Regions from separate parts of the Hordeum vulgare genome. Here region 1 is linked to region 2. A link is a contact called in public Hi-C data. All regions are on one chromosome and are shown on one strand. The core of a region is the stretch at or near the end of the contact, and the rest is flanking DNA. Distances in the headings are between cores, read along the strand shown.

Region 1 (6,807 bases), core at 700-3,199, 330 kb after region 2:
TGGAACCATTTATGACCTGAAAAAAAGAGAGCATGAATTGGGACCAAGTTATATAAATCATAAAACTATCATTTTTTATGTCTCAAGAGTATATCTTCATGATTTCCTTTTTCTGTGAGAATACATGATATAGAACGAACTATATCCACAAATTATTTCATATTTTTTGGAAACTCGAAGAATACCTTTTAATAATGAGGTGTAAAGACAACTAGCTGCACAAAATTCAGGCTTTTATGTTTTTCTTAGAGGCCTGCGGCATTCTAGACCAGCCAATTTTCATGATTTATCTCTAACATACACTGCCCATGCAATTTCAACATTGATGTTTGTTAAAAAAAGTGATATTTCCTCTGTTCGGGCTTATATATAAGTGCATCACACGTTTTTATTACAACTTTGGCCATTAATTTGGTCAACCAAATATTACTTAAATGTCCAACAAAAAATATCACTAGAGCCATTTTTTTTCAAAAAGATGGTTGAAAACCCCGGCCTCTGCATCCAAGGATGCACACAACCATATATGAATAGAGTCATACCCAAAAGAACTTTTCAATGGTATAATTTCTGTGGCATATAACTCATATATTGTTGATATTTTTTGTTGCCGGTCATATTTTGTTGATCAAATTAAGGGTCATTTTTTATATTAAAATGCATGTGAAACTTATAAATGAGAGCACCGAGATTATCAATAATCCGATGCACCATCGCATATGTAATAACTAGATGATACCCCACACGTTGGGGGGGATGCATTGGTTGCAATCTTTTTTTATGAAATTTAAATAAATAAAATAGACATAATATATTGTATTTGACTATTATGTTGTTGTAAATATATACATAATATAAGTAGCATTTTTCATGCATCTTGAGAGAAATACAATTTTTTTTAGAGAAGAGAGAAATTGTGAGAAATATAACTAGTGTGATTGATGAGGTGCATGTGTAGTGAGAGTAAGTTGGATATGTGCATATTGAGAGAGAAAATAAATAGCATTTTCATTCATGTTAAGAGAAATAATTAGTGAGGTGATGAGGTGGCATATTTGCATGTTGAGAAAATTAAAACGGTGATGATCAACTATTCAAGTAGAACTAGACGATGCCCGCGCGTTGCTATGAAAAATTTGTTAAAAAGTATAAAAATAAATGTTAGAAAACTAATGTTAATACAAAAAAATTATAAAAATGTCTTACTTAATTACCTAGAAAAATTTCATGCATGAGGATATGTTTTGTATGAAGAGATTAATGGAAAAGGAACTTATGACTACATGCATGATTTTGTGATTTGGCATTGTTGCATGAAGAGGAAATTTAAGTATTTGTTCTAGCTATTTAAGAATAGATGATATGAAACGTCGAATACGAGAAAAGTTTATACCACAGATTGGCAACCATAAAAATAAAATCATTTGAGGGCAAAGGGAGCAGAAAGCAGGTACCTCACATGATAGGGCTTTGCATGTGACAGCCCTAGTACGTAACTCCTAAAACCGGTATACGTACATGACACGCCCACTGATCACAAGCTGGTTAATGCACCCTGCCGCAACCACATGCGGCATCAGCCCCTTCCATTTGATGCGATCGAGGTGGGAAAGAAATTCAGGTATCTGGCTGGCAATGGCACCAAAATCAGCATGATTCCATTTATTGAGTGCATCTGCCATTGGCAATAATAGTGGAAATGGAGTGAAAGGGGGCGAGCCGTCTGGTGAAAGTTGGGAGTGGGGGATGCTAGGCTAGCTGCTCATGCTCCAGGCAGGCAGCTAATTCTGTGCATAAACACCCTCCCAACATACATGCCAGCACAAATTCCACATAACCGGGCAGGATGATTCTGTGCAGAAACAACCCTGCAAGATGTAATCACTCCCCGTCCCTCCCTCCCTGCCACTGTGCAGGCGCCCAGGGTAGGAGTGGAGCAAAACCATCATCATTGGTGCCTCTGGCTGCGTGATTGACAGCATGCATGGGTGGTACTCATATCATATCTTTGTTCTATTGGGGCTTCGATGTCCTCCACAAAGATTCCCCTGTGGATAAAATGGAGATGGTGAGCATAATTGATGCTGCTACTACTACTAGCACTGCAACTTGTGTTTGTGTGAGCCTCAGGTGTTGATGGACCATGTCCACTGGATTACCATGCATATGGTAGTTTGCCTCAGACTGAATTGAATCAGCTCCATGTGGGCTCAAACCCAAATATCCAACTGTCAGATGCTTTAATTGGCTCATGATGCATGTGACATGACATGTGAGCTGTTAACTCTAGGCTAGATTTTTGTATTCACCATGACAGTAACAGTTGATGCAGTAGGCCCACAAGGAGGTTTGTTGTATCCCCATAATTGAGAGGAGTAGAATGGATGGCAAGGGGATGGGGATCTTATCTCTGAAAACCACAACAAAGTTAGCCGAAAGTGTCAAAGCTAGCCTTTTCCATCATTTTCCATCTTTATTCCATGGGTGATGATAATTAGCATTTGCTAACACATTCTGGTACTGGACTCATCAGAAACAGTAGTCTCGCGGGCTAGCTTAGGATAGGCCACTGCCCCATATAGATATAGTAGTCCAATGATTCTCTCTTAAAAGTAATTCTATCTTTGTTTCTGTTAGAAATCTGGCAGAACATGCTTGGTTAGGATCGGTTTGTAGCTTCCGTTTGCGTATCCTCCACTTGCTGAATGGGTTTCTGTGGCCATGGACTGAGACAGAACAGTCCTGAATCCCTAATTCATTGAATGTGCGATCAGTTGATAAGTTTTGCTTATCCGTATAAATATGAGTATAACCAGTATGCCGATCCCTTTCGTGACACGTTGTTATCGATGATCCATTCCCGTTGCTTGGCGTTGTCGGCAAGCCGTTGATTAGTGCCACCGTTAGCAGGGGAATCACAGATTAATGATTTAGTCGACTGACCCTCGCTATAGAAGGATTTAGTCGACTGCGACAGGACTGGAAAGAAATGTTTTCTAGGGTAATTGAAAAAAAGAATTTTGTTTTTGAGCAACACTGAAAATGAGTTTTTATAGGGCTTGAAAAATAGAGTCGGGAAGACGAACTAGTCGCTGGTTAAAGCCTGATCTTTGCGGGGTTTTTAGGTAAAGCCTGCTGTTTGTCGAAATAACTAACTAAGGAGTATTCTTTTCAAAGATCATTCCTGTCTTTTTAGGTTATGACAAATGGCTCATTGTTATGTGTCATTTGTCGCAACCTAAGAATTTTCTTTTTTTTATATAGGTCCGTATTTTTAAAACGTTTTATCTCATAAATCGTGCGTTTAAATATCGGACCGTTTTTATTGTTGGGTTTTTTCGTCCTGAGATTGTCAAAACCAGATCAGATGTTGATAGGTTTTGACGAACTTTTTTCACAAAAAAATCGGATGAAAACCATGCCTCTTACGATAGAAAAATAAAATAAAAACGCGTTTTTTTTATTTCCTAGAAGCACGGCTCTGCCTCTCATGATGGCAAAACCGTGCCTATTGTGGAAAAAAAACAAAAATGCATTTTTTTTGTTTCCGAGAGGCGCGGTCGTACCTCTCGTAAAAGCAAAAACTGTGCCTCTCGCAAAGGCAAAACCGTGCCTCTCATGAAAGCAAACCCATGCCTCTCGCGAAAAAACGCATTGTTTTTTCCATTTTCAGGAGACACGGTCGAGCCTCTCGCGAAAGCAAAACCACGCCTCTCGAAAAAGCAAAACCGCGCCTCTCGAAAAAAAAAACGTGTTTTTTTCGTTTCCGAGAGGCACGACCATGTCTCTTGCGGAAGCAAAACTGTGCCTCTCGAAAAAAACATGAAACACGTTTTTCTTTTTCCGTGAGGCACGGTCGTGCCTCTCACAAAAAAACAGAAAACACGTTTTTTTTGCACAATTTTATTTGGATTTTTGTCAGAAAAACTAAGAAAGATCGGTGGAAAACCGAAACACAAAAAAACCCCAAAAAAATCAATCTAGAAAGCCGAAAACACGTGCGAAAAAAATTAAAAACAAAATCTAAAAGAAATGCTCAGGGCACGACACGTGGCGTCGACCGAGAACGCGCTAAATAACAATGTGTGGGAATGATCGTTGGAGGGCTCTCGAAAGAGTGCTCTCTAATTAGTTGCTCTGGTTGCTTGTTGTTTGTCGTTTTTGGGCAAGCGTGCGGTTTGTGGGAACTCCTACTCAGCGCCTTCGGCGCCAACTAGCGAGGCTTACACTTACGCGTGTGCTTAACGAGTCGGGCCCATTAAACGCATCTGTGCTCGCTCGCTAACTGGTGTTTTCGTTCGCTTGCTTGGGCGCCATTCGTGGTTTTCTGACGAAGTTGACCAGGTTCCCTAGCCGGTTCACGAGTTGACTTTCGTTGCAAAAAATAACAACAAAAAGGATCACAAAAATCAAAAAAGTTCACCGGATTCAACGAAAGTTGGTAAATTTAAAAAATATTCATCAATTTTGAAGAAAAGATCACAAATTTAAGAAAGTTCCCCAATTTAAAAAAAGTTCATTAATTTCGAAAAAGTTCATCAATTTAAAAAAATCATCCCAAATTTTAAGAAAAGTTCATTGATTTAAAAAAAATCATCAAATTCAAAAAATACATCGTTTTTGCGAAAAAAAACATGAGATTCAAAAGAAGATCATTGAATTCAGAAAAGGTTCATCGATTTTGAAAAAAAGTTCATCAAATTTGAAAAACAATCACTCATTCTAAAAAAGGATTAAAAATTTAAAAATAGTTCATCGATTTTAAAAACAAATTGCAAAATTGAGAAAAGTTCACGCATTTGAAAAGGAAAAAGGAAACAAAAAAGAAACAGAGAAAAAGATAAGAAAAATAAAAAAGCAACCAAACCGTTTCAAAAAAGAAAAAACGAGAAAACCGATCGCGATGTGAAAAACGAATAGAGGGGGAAAACAAATGAGTCATCACACATTGTGGGTTGTCCCAAGTGGTTGTAGCATTTCTAACTTATGGTCGAGGTCCCTGGTTCTAATCGGGTATGCGTTGCACGTGCAGTTTGCCAAACAGGCCTTCCACGAGAGAGAATACAATTCGCGCTCGGCCAACCTGTTACTGTCTATTTTAATCATTGGGCGGCTACCGACTTCAAAGCTTCGCCCAAGCCCAACGGATGGCCATCGAAACCAGAGGAGGGATTCTCATCCTATGGGGTGACAGTGTTGTCCGCATCAATCACAACCTCATCACGGAATTTTGTCTCTCGGCTATGGTTGTTGTGCTTAATTCTGACGTCTCCTTCCGCATATCTATCGTCTATGGATCGACTACCTCTTCCCGGAAAGACGACTTCTTCAACGAGCTGATCTCCTAAAAACCTACCCCTGGGGTCAGCTGGGTCGTCATGGGTGACTTTAATTAGATTAACATAGCGCGAGACAAAACAGAAGAAATGTGAACCAAAGTCGCATCAATCTCTTTTGGGTCATCCTCGACTCTTGTGAGCTAAAAGGTACCCACCTACAGAATCAACGCTTCACTTGGAGTAACGAGCGATAGAACCCCACCTTATGCAAGCTAGACTCTATCTTGTGCAACTCTGAATGGGACTTGCAGTTCAGCTCCCACATCCTCCACGAGCTTCCATCTTCGTTGTCCGACCATTGCCCACTTCTTCTCGCAGAATACCAGGGGGCCAAGCGGCCGAAGTGCCTCAAATTTTTTTAAAAAAATTGACCTTCTATTCTGGTATTCCATGACATCATCCGAAGTCATGGGACGAGCCTTGCCAACATTTGGAGCCCTGGCCATGGGCCGGGCCGGGCCGGGCCTCGGCCCAGGCCCCAACAAGCCCAAGGCATGGAGATAAGGCCGAGGCCCTCCTAGGCCCACGAAAATTCTACGTTTCTCAGGCCCAGGCCCTCCCAACGCAGAAAGCCCGAAAGCCCTAAGCCCTCCCAAAGGCCCTTGACATTGTAATGAAAGTACATGTCCAGAAAAATAAACATAATAAGATAGCAGCACAGCAGCACCAAAACAGCAGTAAAGTGCATTGTCTTCGCATCAAATAGTATCAAAACATTCGAGTTTTGAGTTTGTAGAAACATAAGTGCATAAATGTACACCAAAACAGCAGTAAAGTGCATTGTCTTCGCATCAAATAGTATCAAAACATTCCAGTTTTGAGTTTGTAGAAACATAAGTGCATAAATGTATTGTTACAGGCCAGATGGGCAATTCATAGAACTCTAAAAAATGTTAGATCCTGGATGGTTACATCTTTACATGCCTTCTCTTCTGCTTCTTCTAATCATCTCATTGCCCTAGCAAGAACTCTACAAAATGCAATAAACAACAGGTTAGCTATAAGCTCTAAAGTACGTGTTGAACTTGAGAAGTTGACATGAATAACGAATAGGGATGTTACATTCTTCTTCATTGGAAGAAGAATTTTCATCATCATCTAGCTCAACCATTTCTGCTTTTCTCTTATTATCTACAATTACAACAACAAATTGAGTTAATAATCTTTTGCAAGTAAACATAGAATCAAGAAAGAAAACAAAGTAAGTTAAACTATATACCATGTTTTTTATTCAATTTGCAGCGATACCAATCTTGCAAACACATCAAGGCCTCAACCGTCTTTGGTTTAAGTGAGGCGCGACTCGGGGTTATAACCTTCTTACTCAAGCTGAAAGCAGATTCTGATGCAACACTTGACACGGGAACAACAAGGATATCACGTGCCAATCTTGCTAGCTGCGGATACCTAGCTGCAGACTTGCTCCAGTAATCCAAGATATCAGTGTTCTCATTCAACCTCTTCACAG
Region 2 (6,854 bases), core at 1,494-3,993:
TGGGAGCTCCCGGTTTGTGGTGATGTGGTGGCCGAGAGTTTGCATCGGTGAGGGTGCATGATGTTTGAAGTGGTTCATCCGTCTTGGCCGACAGGTGGCACGCGAGACTAGGAAGTTGGAGCTCTTTTGACATGTCCGTCTTTCTATGGATATGCCTTCTCTCTTCGATGTCAACAAGGCCATCGTACAAGCTTGTGGTGGAGGTGATTATTTGGGCAGATAGGCAAACTTTGGTGTTGCAGCGACAAAGTCGAAGTTGGCATGTCGGGAATGTGATTGGCGATGCACGATGACACCGCTATCGTTGATGTTGGGCTTCTGTGTTTTTTGTAGTGTTTCCTCACATTTTTTTTTTGTGTTTATGTATATCCTTTTGCTCTTTAGATCTAGTTTAGTTAGTTGTCAATGAGGCCATCCTACAAGCTTGTGCTCGAGTACTTGTTTTGTCCAGTTTCTCTCGAGCAGTTTTCAACTATTGCCTTTTTTCTGAATGAAATTTTAGCAGCTCTTTTGTTAACTTAAAAAACACATCTCTTTTGCGTGCTGAATGGCTTCCCGCAGGTCCACCTATGGATGTATGTACGATGTTGGTGAAAGAATTGGAGGGGCAAGCGAGTGTCGAAGCTTGAGGGGAGGGGTGGGGGAAGGACAATTTCATTGTTTTGACCCTTTGCCGTTAGTTTGCGTGATTTGACCCTATGTGTAAAAGTTTTTCGGATCTCACCCTTTTTCTATCGTCATTGTCTTTGACGGTAGGATAACACATCCCACCGCCAAGGCCTTTAACGGTAGGACTTAATTACATCGTCATGTTCTAATAAAATGATAATAAAATGATGATTACATGCAGGTCCCTCCCGTCATAGTCTACGACCGTAGGGACCTGCATGCAATTATAATAAAATGATGATTACATGCAGGTCCCTAACATGATAAACGGTGACGGTAGGGTAATACATCCTACCGCCATATGATGTGGAGGTAAGGTTTTCTCGCACCAAACAGACGTGACGGCGTCACTAAGTCCTACTGTCATAGACCCTGACGGTAAGATGTGTTACCCTACCGTCATAGACAACAACGATACAAAAATGGTGAGATCATAAAAACTTTTGCACATGGAGTCTAATCTCTCCCTAATAATAAAGCAAATACGGTTTCTCGTCGTCCGTCGTGGCATTTTGGTGAAAAAGTCCCTCCGTTTTCAGTTAATCAACCCGCAGTCCTTTCTTAAGTTGGAAAAACGTTTCGTCGTGCCACTTTTACAAAAAAAGCCCCCGACGTTTCCTGAAATCAACCCGCTGTCCGGATCTAAATCAGAAAACAAATCGTTTTTGAATCGTTCAGAAAACCCTCTAATGTTTCACGTAATCAACCCGCACTCCGTATTTTAACAAAAAAAACCTAACTTTTCAGTTAATCAATCCAAATTTTATCTAAAACAAAATTATCCATATCTTTTAAACCCTAATTCCGATTTTAACATGTTATATATGAAATTTGATTAAAAAATATATAGAATCTAAATAGGGTGTTATTTTTAGCTGTTGAATACTTCTTAAATATTATTTTTTGTGCAAAGTTAATCTGTAGTGTACGGTCCTTTTTTCTCTCTTTCCAACGACGATACGAATTGCAATAAACATTTATTAAATTAAAACCTAATTAAGAGGAAAGAAAACATCGTTAACCACACATGCTCATCTTTGAAAAATCTCGTGGAGAGAAACAACATATTTTTCATCTTATTCCGAGTAACTGTACATTCAAACGCGTTTTTGTTGTGTGAGCACTAAAACCATCGTCGGCAACACAAATGTGATGCCATGTGAAAATATATTACGTTTAGAGCATGTGTTATTTTTTTTTCCTTTACCACGCACGGGCTCTTCTGCTGGTCGTGCTAAACTAACAACAAAGTGTCAAAACAATGAATTTTGCCGCGGGGGATGGTGTACGTGCCGGACGGAGCGGACTGTAGGCAGGGTACCCTGAAGAAATTAAAAATGAACTGTAGGGAGGCATGGCTGGCGATCTCGCTCATCCATCCACATTCCGGCGTGCATAATTGCAACCTGCAGCAGTAGCGTGCATAATTGTAACCTGCAGTACTGGTACTGTGCCTACGCGAGGGGTGCAAGTGCAGGCCTGCAATAATCCACGACTGCTATGTCCTGCCAAGTCCTGCTCTCACGCAATCAAGGCAACAACTCCAGACAAAAACACTATCTCCAGTGAACCCGCACCGCATTGTGGAGCGCCGGATCCAGATCGGATGGGCTGGGCTGCCGCCTGCGTTTTGACTCCGGAACAGCTATTTCCCAGCACGCTCCCTCCCTCGCAGTAGTCAGTCCCAGGGTCCAGAGTTCAGACCCTGGGCGGCCGGGCCCCGCCCCAGACGAGACGGCGTCGTGGCTGTCATGCGCTGCAGCGCCACGCACGGCGGTCCCAGCACACATGCCCAGCCCAACCCACGTCCCCCCACCCCACCCCCAGACCCCAGGCGACCAACAACCGCCGACCCAGCAGCGTCCCATTCACAATCCATTCCGCCACCTGAACGCCTCTCCCGATCGGCTCCCGTGGTCGCGTGCGGCGTGCGGCGTGCCCCCGCCCGGGCGGCAGAGGCAGCAACGGCAAGAAGGGACACGAACGGCTCGCGCTTTGGTGGGTTGGGTGCCGGGACAAGGAGCAGCCAGCAGCAACAGCTCACCCCACTGTCTTCTATCGCCTTCACTGCGTCGTGTCATGAACCCATCCCGAACTGAACAGGGAGGGAGCCGGGCAGCGCTCACGTGGTGGGGGCCTATCGGCCGGCCCGGGCAGTTCCGTTCTCGTTGCAGCGCGCGTGCGTGTGTGCGTAAAGGGGGTTCGTCGTGTGTCCGTTTTGTTCTGTCTCCCCCCTCCACTCGCCAGGAGTCCAGAGGACACGAGTGCTCCGCGGGCACAGTTCGTCTGTACGGCCTCTCGCTTTTCTTCATCTCGATTGCATACGGCCTATTAGGGCGTTTCCAAGGCAACCTCTACATTTTCTTCCGCATCTGTCTCGTATATATCCGGTCTTTCTAATTTTACTTGATAGTTCGTACGTTCAAGTAGTCGTATACATAGAGTTGAGACGTTCAAATAGTCATGTACATAAGTACATACATTTAAATAGCCGCATGTAATGCTAGTTTAGATTAAAAAAATGTAAATTTTATATTTCAACATTGTTTTTTTTGTCAATACGCATGAGAGCGTATCTTTTCATTGATAGAGGATAATAAAGTGGAGAGTGGTATTGCAGTTGCATACACAAAATGGCGCGACCATGAATCCAAAATGAGCGACGGTGCGATCTTGTCGTAGATGATGGCATTGCGGTGACGCTAGAGGGACCATGTCATAAGCATGACAATGGTGGTGAAGCCGAGCAGCTTGGCCAGGGTTGTCATGTGTAGGATCGAGTGAAGCCACTCACGGAACCAAAGGGAGCCATCCGGTGCGGCGATCCCGAGGCAGCACCAAGTGAGGATATCATGCTAGATACTGCGGGAGAAGACACAACCCAATAGAATGTGGTGCATGGTCTTAGCCTCTTGAGAGCAGAATATGCACGCAGGCTCGTGAGGCAGTCCTCGACGGGCTAGGTGATCCGCTGTCCAATAGCGACTGATGGAGGCCAGGTAGGTGAAGAATTTCACGGAGAGGGGGGCTCCGAATTTCCAAACCAAGCGTCAATGTTCGCATAATGTGGATCCAGTGAATATGGCTTGGTAGAATGAGGAAGGAGTGTAGACTCCCTTCTCTGTCCACTTATTGTGGATGACATCCGGGTGCGAGCTAAGAGCAAGGGGTTGCATCCTTGGCCACACATCAACATATTCGAGCATGGCAGTCGGGCCAAGTGAGCCCTGGATGTCTCTAATCAAGGAGCGGTCGTGCATGGGAATGGCAACCGTTTGGGATCGACCACGGCGACTCGGAACATGTGTCACTAGGTTGGGAGCAGAGTCACAGATGGAGCTGCCTTAGATCCACTTACTTGTTCACAAACGACAAGTGATGCCTCACAGTGTCCTGAACTAGGGGCTACTAACCCGAGATATTTGACCATACGGACCGGACTAGGATCCCGTTAAGCCACATCCTAAGGAGCAATGGAAGCGCCAAGACTCCACATGCCATCTCGTGTGTGTTGAGAACCTCGTCCCCAATGAGGAGGTCATGTTCGAAAGCTTGGAATACACCACCGACGCCTTTGGCAATCTCGACATCTCTGGTTGGGCTCCAAGGCGATTGGAGCAGACATCGGATACCGAAGTTTCAAGCCTGAAACCAATCTCCAACCCTGGCTTCCCAGCAAACACCAATGAAGGTCCGCCCTCAAGCACAGATCTACCCCTCTCCATCATAGAGCGAAACCTCAAGTGTGACCCTCCTTCGGACCTAGCCTCGAGCTCGTCTCGGTTTGCCTCCGATGTAGCTCTTATGGCTCCATATAATCCACTTTGGATTGGCCCCGCTTATAGTCAAACAATGGATCGAAGTGATCTCTCGCTTTTAAAAGAGATGTTAGATCGGATACAGAGCCTGGGATCTCAGATGGCAAGACCTCTCCTATGACCACATCGGATGTAAAGCTGATGTTCAAGAAATTTAAGTCCCACTCACCACCCATCTAGTCGCTACAGTCAAACACTTAACCGATGTCCTCGACTACGTGTGAGAAGATGCGGAATGGGATGAAGATACCGGGGATGGACCGAACCCAAGGAAGATAAAGACCGACAAGTGGGCGGAAACATCCACCTACGTGTCTACATGGTGGATACCTCTCACAACAATAGAGAAGAAGAGGACAAACACCCCTCCAGAGGTAAATGATGCGGCTACATCGAAGGAAGTCTCGCATAGGCAATGCTAGTGTTGTGGAGGCCGATAACGACAGCGCCCAAGATCATAACACAAGCCTAACCGTAGAGGACCCGAGAGGTGCACAGACATCACGCCCGGGCTTACCCTATGATGACCCCGATGATGATAACTACATGCCATCGGGCGAGGAGGTAAGCCTTGGATCCAACGATTTTGTCGTCCCTGAGAACTTCAAAGCCCTTGAGGCCTACCAGAGGTGTGTGATGGCAATCGTCCGCAGTGTCAAACTAGGGCAAGCCCGGCTGAAGGCTGACCAAGACACACTCAATGACACGTGGGTTGAAGTCTTGTTGGAGGAACAAGAACTCGAGGATAGACTAAAAAGTTAACATTTATCCTACAATTGGAGACGCTTATTTTGAGAATTAGATGATGAAGCAGAAGATGACCCGCCGAGGAACTATGATCGTCACGATCAACGGGACCATCCTCCTAGGGGACGGGATAGGCCGCTAGGATGATCCCAAGAGCTCCCTGCTAATGCTCGCTTTAATGACAGGAGAGTCGATTAACCCACACGAACATTGGACCTCCCTGAAAGGCTAGACACGGCACCCCGGTCCATCTATCGATCCAGGGATCAGGCACTAGCAGGACATGGAGGATACCATGAATGGCTTGATAGAAACACTTGGGCCCGGGAAAATAACTATGTTCGGCCAAAAACATATGGTCGACAATCTATTGTCCATGTCTCGGGGCTGCCTATACGATGTGCTTCACAGATGAGGTTATGCAACACTAATTCCCTGAAGGGTTTAAACCCGTTAATATTGAGACATACGGCGAAAACACATATTCAACAGTATGGATCAAATATTTTCTTCTCCGTATTGATATGGCCAAAGGAGATGACCTCCACGCCATCAAGTACCTACCTAAAAAACTAAAAGAACATGCGAGTCATTGGCTTAATAGCTTGCCTAAGGACTTTATTGGAAGCTGGGAGCTAACTTCTATGGTACCTATGTTTGACCTCCGCACATTGAGAACTTAAACCTTATTAGATAGCAGCCGAGGGAGTCCGCTCGACAGTTCTGGAATAGGTTCCTCACCAAAAAGAACCAAATCATAGACTGCGTCGAGGCCGAATGTGACACCCTCGATTTTGACCCTTTCTTTTTCTTTTGCATTTCTTTAACATTTTATTTGAAATTTCTCTTCTATGGCTCTATGGTCTCGAGACTTGGGAAGATCATCTCTTTGTAGTCCCCAAAGTGGCTTGTCATTCTCAAATCCTTCTCAAGACCATGTCATTTCCATCTTATCCCCAAGCAAAATTCTTTTTGGTGGGAATATTGATTTTTCTATTAAAGGAATAACCCTGTTTGCTGTAGGTTGTGAAGCAACCTATATTTTCGTCTCTCCCAAAATTCCCAAATAATTATCATAAATTGTTTGGGTCATATCTTCCTCAAATATGTCAAAATTCTTCCTTGTATAGTTCAATAAAAAAATAGTAGAATTCTTTTTCAGTTGTGAAGGAAGTGCTATTTATATTTGCTTCGTTGCTTCCAAACTTTTTGGTTAGTCTTTTCTATCCATATCGCAGCCTCATGCCAAAATTCTACTTCATTGTCCTAGTGAATTTTCCTGAGCTAATTTCCAAATTTTTTGTTCAAAAAAAAACTTTGTTAAGGAGTTACTATTTAGGTTAATCCAAATGAGTTGAAATTTTGCATGATCCTTCATACGCTCAATTAATAGCTCTCCTCCAAATTTGAGCATTTCTCCATCATTCATGTGATCCCAACATTAAAACTTAGTTTCTGGTCAGATTTGCAGTTTGTGAAGCTACTATATTTTGTATTGTTTCATTATTGCTAAAAAATTGCGAGGACCTTCTCCTTCCCATATGTCTTGCCTCCTATAAATTTAAGATCTAGCCGATCTTTCCCTAGAATTATTCTTATTTTTTGTCGAAGAGAAGATTA

Evidence for each region. A called contact is a pair of places that touch in the nucleus more often than the background predicts.
Region 1: a contact with region 2 is called in a Hi-C map of leaf, with 7 times the contacts expected there. The contact joins two enhancer-like sites. A contact is called at or near these places in 3 of 6 Hi-C or Micro-C datasets (leaf and seedling).

The regions. Positions count from the first base shown.
Region 1 is chr5H:447,872,297-447,879,103 of MorexV3_pseudomolecules_assembly, forward strand. No RefSeq gene overlaps it. Among protein-coding and RNA genes, the nearest start is that of LOC123398604, 90 kb to the right of the region's middle. Within about 2 kb of position 1,950, at least 2 of the 3 cell types and tissues checked have open chromatin away from gene starts, as enhancers often do. A contact at or near this core is called in leaf, where this site is marked.
Region 2 is chr5H:447,541,993-447,548,846 of MorexV3_pseudomolecules_assembly, forward strand. No RefSeq gene overlaps it. Among protein-coding and RNA genes, the nearest start is that of LOC123395619, 150 kb to the left of the region's middle. Within about 2 kb of position 2,744, at least 3 of the 3 cell types and tissues checked have open chromatin away from gene starts, as enhancers often do. A contact at or near this core is called in leaf, where this site is marked.